Linked DNA regions of Mus musculus: region 2 is linked to region 1. The links are chromatin contacts, called in public HiChIP or PLAC-seq maps. All regions are on one chromosome and are shown on one strand. Each heading gives the region's core, a stretch centred on a gene start, on an enhancer-like site or on the middle of the called end of the contact. The rest is flanking DNA. Distances are from core to core; before and after follow the strand shown.

What was found. HiChIP or PLAC-seq counts read pairs in DNA pulled down with a chosen protein or histone mark.
Region 2: an H3K27ac HiChIP or PLAC-seq map of heart atrium shows a contact between it and region 1, with 7 read pairs. The contact joins the enhancer-like site here to the promoter of Me3 in region 1. A contact is called at or near these places in 4 of 484 Hi-C or Micro-C datasets (the HL-1 cell line, cortical neurons and uterus), 3 of 115 datasets of contacts at active chromatin or transcription factors (heart atrium, intestinal crypt epithelium and pancreatic cancer cells) and 2 of 9 other capture datasets (adipose tissue and pancreatic islet).

Annotation. Positions count from the first base shown.
Region 1 is chr7:89,631,208-89,634,503 of GRCm38.p6, reverse strand. Me3 (malic enzyme 3, NADP(+)-dependent, mitochondrial) reads right to left here and starts at 1,686. Exons shown (of 14, transcript NM_181407.4): 1 at 1,411-1,686. The coding sequence starts at 1,593.
Region 2 is chr7:89,698,156-89,701,451 of GRCm38.p6, reverse strand. The region is part of intron 1 of Me3 (malic enzyme 3, NADP(+)-dependent, mitochondrial); the gene reads right to left. Among named protein-coding and RNA genes, the nearest start is that of Me3, 67 kb to the right of the region's middle. Within about 2 kb of position 1,506, at least 31 of the 459 cell types and tissues checked have an H3K27ac peak or open chromatin away from gene starts, as enhancers often do. A contact at or near this core is called in heart atrium and pancreatic cancer cells, where this site is marked.

The DNA.
Region 1 (3,296 bases), core at 437-2,936:
GTTATTGGTGATTGACTTGGGTATGGGAAGAGAACCCCTACAGTGTGTGAGGTGGTCTACTCAGACTTCACATAAAGTGGCATCACAAAGCCAGACTAGAAACCAGAGCAAGACTGCACCGTCAGGGAGTCACCTCTGCTTCTCCATCAAGCCTCACCTGCAGCCCTTTCTCTGGATGTGATTTTGGTGAAGGGCTTTTTATTTGCTGAAAGAGGCTCTCACCTTCTAGCACTACTGAAGCAATTCAAACAGGCATGGATACCTTAAATGCTTTGTACCGGAGCAGAGTACCGGGAACTCAAGGTCTCTTTGGAGAGTAGGGGGTCAGTGTGACAAGTGAATCTGAGCACACAGACATTTTCCTTAGTTTCAGTTGATGCTGTAGGAAACAGCACTGCACAGTTGGCCTCACCCTTTAACATAGCATTTTCCATAGAAGTTGTGTCATTGGAATTTCACCATCCTGAATCAGAGAAACTACTAACATTTTTTGAGAACTTCCTGCATGAGGACTATTCTCACATTTTATTTGCAGTAATAGCTTAGCAAGCATTTATGAGAGCTTAAATATTAATTCAAATCCAGTGGTTTTGAAACTTTTTACAATAATCAAATGAGGTCATACTATTAGGCTGAAAAACGTTGAGCCTGCTAGTTAAACACGAGGAATTGTGGGGAGTGGGGGACTGGCTTGAGTCTTGGCTTCCAGTTTCTGTTCCTCACAATCCTCTGAACCAAAGATACAAACTTGATTGCTACAAGAAGGAGGTGTGCTCCTAGGTTAATATGCAGGTATCTGCAGTGGGCTGAACACGGCCAAAGCATTAGAGATCTGCATTTGGTCACCTTGGCTAAGACCCCTTTGTTCTGCATTCTGTTACAGGACTGGTTTAAATTAAAATCTTTAATTCTTCTTCCAGTACTAAAAGTTCTATAATTCTAGACTTTTCTGTCTTCCGGACTCATGTTTTCCCAGATATTCACCATATCATTAGCTAACACTTATTATCTCATTGGTGCCCGAGTCTGTGCTAAGAACTCTGCCTCCGTTTTCCTGTTTTTCCTTTTAAACCTTGCAACATTCCTAAGAAATCTCTAACAGATACTTTAATTCACGGAGGTCAAATGAATTGTCCTCAAGATCTGCTGGAAATCTGACTCTAGCTCAGAGGGACCATCGGGAATACTCACTGGGTCTGTATTGTTTTTGCTGAGGAAATTAAGGTCAGTAAAACTGATCACATCTCTCCATGTCAAGAGGGGGACGAAAAGGCCAAAGCAAACAGAGCAATATCCAGGAGGCAAAACCAGAGGGCTCTGGAAGGACGCCATAGGTTTCGTCCCAAGCCCAGGGGGCGGGGCGTCTTTCCCTGCTAACCACGGGATCCAACGTCCTACCCGGACCATTACCTTGTTGAGATGGGGGTTCCTGGTGACATCGTATCCGCGCTTCTTCAGGGGTACGGGTCGAGGCGGGCCAGACTTGGAGTGGCAGCCCTGGGCGGGCGCGGAAGGTGCCTGGCGCCGAAGACTGCTGCAGGCTATGCGAGGCACGGAGGTCAGCCGCGCGCCAGTGCCCAGCGCGGCGCCCATAGCCCTGGCACAGACCTGGAACCAGGGCGAGACCAAGGTCAGGGGTGCCCTCTAGGCAAGCCAGGTCCTGCGCGCCAGCAGGGCGCCGGACCTGAGCTCTCGGAGAGGCTGGGGGTTCCTGATGGAAGGCGCTAGCCTCCTCCCCTTGTCCGAGGCCACCTGCTCCTCGCTTGGTTGCGATGCTCACCCCTCAGCCAGCAAAGCGAAAGCAAGCCCAGAAAGCAGATCCCGTGCGGATGACAGCCCGTGCCTCCCTGCCCCCATATGGGAGAATACTCTCCAAGGAGTCCCCGCACCCTCAGTACCTGTGGTTAACCTTGGTTTCTCCTTCTTCCGCTTACCTGCCTAACTGGAGAAGCTGAAGTCTATGCAGTCCCACTGCGAGCAGGTGGGGCAAGGCGCTACTGTCCCCTGTCACTCTCTGGCCAAAGGCAGCACCTCACAGGCAGTGCTAGCTCACGGGACTGATGCATTCAGTAAAACAGTCTCCAAACCTTTCCTTGCGGGACCAGATTTTCCTTGAGGATATGCGCGGGGGCTCTTCATAACAAGACAGGATGAAGCTCATTTTCCTCCCACATGAGGGTTTTTGTGCTTTTGTACCCTGGCACTCTCTATCCAGAGGTCTGAATGGCACTTAGGGGAGAACACTTGAGGGTCAGCATGCCCCCACCTCTTGAGCAAGACCTGGGCAAGAATGCTGTCAGTATAGTAACCATTAGCCACATGTAGCTGTAATACTCTAAATAAAATACAATTTTAAATCCATTTTACAGTAAATAAAATTTCTAAATAAAATACAATTTTAAATCCCAGTCACAGTAAGTGCCTTCTTTTAAACCAGTTGAGACCATGTTTGAATGTATATAGGTACAGAACACTTCCTGCTTTGTAGAACGTTCTCTTCTGTTGATCTGCGTTCCCCACTTCCTAAGTAAGTTTCTAGGAACCCCATGGAACCAGCCATAGACCATAGATGTTAGGTCACTCACACCTTGATGTCCACTTCTCCCTGAATTTAAGTGTGTACTTCCTCCACTTAGTGTTCAAGAGATTCCTTCTAAAGGAAATACATCGCTCTGTGTATGGGATAACTCCTAAGTTGTCAGGAGGCCTTGGTTAAGCCCAGCCTGGCTCCTGCCAGCTTCTCATCTCATCCCACTTCACCTTGTGCTGTCCTTGAGGTCTCCTCTGACTTGCTTCTCCCCATTTCCCTGTCTTACTCACCTCCATCTCAGGGCTTTTGCCTCTGCTAACACTTTTACTGGGAACATCATATTCCAATCTTCTAAACAACTGCCACATCTCGTCTCTGAGGTTGCCCCTAATATGTCAACTTGGAAGCCATTATTCTAGTCATTCCCTTCAGTGCTGACCATCCCCAGGGGATGCATAAGAAAAGGGTTTTCCCCTAGGTATAAATGAACAAGTCATCTACTAGTTCATTGCTATTGTGGTATATTGCCTGCCTCCCCCTTATGATACTGGCTTCACTGGGCTAGGGCCTTTGCCTGCAGATCCCTTTGTTATCAGGTCCTGAAATGTCTTTGTGCAATAATAAATAAATAAATAAAAATAAAAAAGTAGCTGTTTGGTGAGGGAAGGTGAGTAGCTTCTCTGATCATCAGGGCTATGAGCTCTCAGAATGGCCACCAGACAGGTGGTGTGGTTCTTTCTCTCAGACTCCATCCCGTTCTCATGGC
Region 2 (3,296 bases), core at 257-2,756, 67 kb before region 1:
CTGGTATCTTCCTTGATTACTCCCTTTCTTATGGTTGTTAGGGTCTTTTGCTGAACTCAGGTTTCACATTTTTGGTGAGTCTGGCTAGCCAGCTTGAGAATCCAGTCTTGCAATGCAAGGCAGCCTCCCACCCCACCTAGCTTTTATGTGGATTCTGGGATCTTAGCTCTGATCCTCGTGCTTGCACATCAAGTATTTTACCCACTGATCCTACCTCCTGTCCCCTAACCCCCAGATCCGTGTTGTTTCTAAGAGTACATTTCAGAGGAAAGACTCTGTCTTTCCACTCTCCTAGTGCTGTCTGAACCAATGAGAACAACACCATTGTCATGTGGCTCATATACAGCAATGATTGGTTACGTCGCTCCCTAATGCCTTATGCAACCATGACAGCAGCCACAAATTAGAACAGAATTACTTTCACAGGCATGGAGCCTGAGGGGTCACTTGGTCCTAGTCACATTCCTGGCTCTAAGTACACTATTTACCCCCTAGACCTTTGACATGCTGTGTGCCTTAGAGTAAGGGAAATATCTCAAGGTCTGGTTTAGAAGACTCTTGATGAAGTGGGATCAACTTTGCCAGCAGTAGCTCACTACAAAAGAATGAGGGCATCTCTGGCCACTTACAGCCAAGTGCCATCCTAAAGGACAGCCAGTGAATTGTCCCCAGAAGCTGTCTCAGGGTGCTTAGGGGGTTGTCACTTTCCTCTCTATAAGGGAAGCTCATTATGTTTCAGGAGTCTGACAACAAACATCCCTGACAACCCAGTGACTAATGGTCCCCAGATGCTGCTCAGGGGTCAGTTCTCCTTCAGATCTAATGGCAAACCCTTCATTACACACTGGGAAGTGACCTTAATCCACAGTGCTGATGACTCTCCCAGCCGAAAGAGTAGAGGGATTTCAGGATGGTGACATGCATGGTGCCTTTGCTTGGTAATCACTTGACTTGGAGGCCCGTTGTCTGGAAAAATCTTGCTTTAAATTAACGAATGTTTACCTTCCTGCCTTGATCAGCCCTACTGCTGATCAAGAATACATAAGTAGGTGAGTTGCTGTTTGTGGTATATAAACTCAGCAGTTAATGCCAAGCTGGGCTTTGCCTAAAAGTCACCCTGGCACTAATGACATGAAAAGGAGATAAGGTTTGGTTTCTCATAGACCAAAGGTTTAGTTCTGGTTTGGCCCCTTGTGGGCTTTACTATGGCTGCTGCTGCTGCGGCCATCACTCTGGACTGCAGTGCAGACTTCTTTCCATAGTTGGGTGTGGGACTCCAATCAACATTTCATTTTGAAATGACTTGCTGAGTAAATTCTGTCAGTTTCACACATTCACAGCCATTACGACATTAAGCAATCTAGCCTCCCGTAAGGATGATCTCAATTGCAAATGCGATTGTACTTCTTTTCATTTAGGATCATCTGGCCACAAGTTACTTCACAGGCTTACTGGCAGGCCTGAGAGTGGCCCAGCATTTCACAGGGCTCTGAATTGGCTGGCCTCCATTTCAATTGGTTCAGAGCCATGCCATACTCAGCATTAAATAGTTTGCAAATCACCCTAACCTCTACTTCTACCATTACTTGGATGGCTTCAAGGGAAGTCATTCCAGGACACACAGGGTGCCTTCAATGACCCGAGCTCTTCTGTGTTGTCACACCTTTGCTGCCCCACCCCCCAGCTTACTCTTCTTGTCACTCAACACTCTGTGCAGCCTTCTCTGACTTCATCTTCTCTCCCTCCCCCACCATGCACTCCATTAATCATTTCCTTCTGATTAAGACATGGCTCTTTTGTTTTTCTAGAGAGGGAAAATGTACCCACAAAGAGCCAAATCGATAGCTTTAGAAAAAAAAAAATGAACCAGGAAAGAAGTGCTTAAGAGAGATTTGCAGATCGTTAGAGGGGGAACATTCTCTCCACTCCCTTCTGTGAGGCTCATGTATATCAAGTTTTCCAGTTTCCAGTAGACTGTGTCCAGAGATACGGAAATCAGTGTTTTTTTTTTTTTTTTTAAATCTGTTCTTTCATGATTTCATGCATGTAAATAATACATTTTGCTAATATACACCCCATTATCTCTTCTAATCTTCACACTGCTGAACCCTTATATCCAACAAGCTCCCCTGAACTTCTGTGTCTTTTCTGTGCCACGTACTGAGTTTAGTTAAGGTTGCTTATAGAAGCATGGGTGTGGGATTATGTAATGGACATGGGCAATGTTCCAGTGGCTATACCATGTAGTCAGTGAGTTTTAACAAAGATTATTATTATTATTAGACAAAGTTAATCTTGGAATAAACTCAATGTGTCCTTGATCTAATTTTGAGAACAGTTCCAGGCCAAGTCTCCATTCTGCTTGATAACACTGCAGCATTAATCTCATCTGCTATCTGTCCTTCAGAAAGGGAATGGAGCTCTAGAGCCATTTTCTAGATACCTGGGGGATGGGCATGCTCAAGGTACATCATACACTTGTGTGGAAATGGCTTTGTAACACCCTAACTCTTGTGCTAGCAAACCCCCATGTGCCTATTGGTTATTTCCCAACTGCTTGGCAGTAGGCAGTAATTTAGGGGACATAAACATATTCTGACACAGAACTGAGTCCAGTAGAAGCATAAGTAGTATGTTCCTTAAATATGTTTATGGTATAGAATGAAAGAACCAAAGAACAGAGAAGGTGTTTGTCAAATATTAATTTTGCAATGAGCCTAACTCTAAATCAGCTGTAGCAAAGAGATCGAGAGACAAGGCCTGTGTCTCTGCATCTTACGTACCACTTGCTCAATTTAGAAAAAAATCCTCAAGAGGGGCCACTGTGGGGGCTGAACACCACTCTACAGTGAAATCCCATTCTAGCAAAACTAAATCTCATGGGATCTGAACAGTCTGAGCTGTGTATGATTGGAGTTTGGGAAAGAATCCTGGGGCTTTGTATGAGGCTTTCTCACTGATGTCAACAGTTTTTCTTGCAAGTCAGAGCAATGGACTCAAGCACATTGTAGGCTCCCTCTAGAGGTGGGAGTGTGCAGCTGCATGTGGAGCTCTGGGGGTTGGATCCAGAGCAGAGTCAAAATGAATGGGAATGGCTATAGCTAGGGAAGAAGGGTGTGGGGGATGGGCATGCTCAAGTACACTGTATACTTTTGTGGAAATGGCTTTGTTGCACTGTTATAGTAGCAGTACTAATACTAACAGTAAAACAAAGACTGGAGTTATCTTTTATTACATCAAAATTCATTGGGCAAAAATTAAACTACATTATATACATGTATGAAATTCTCAAATAC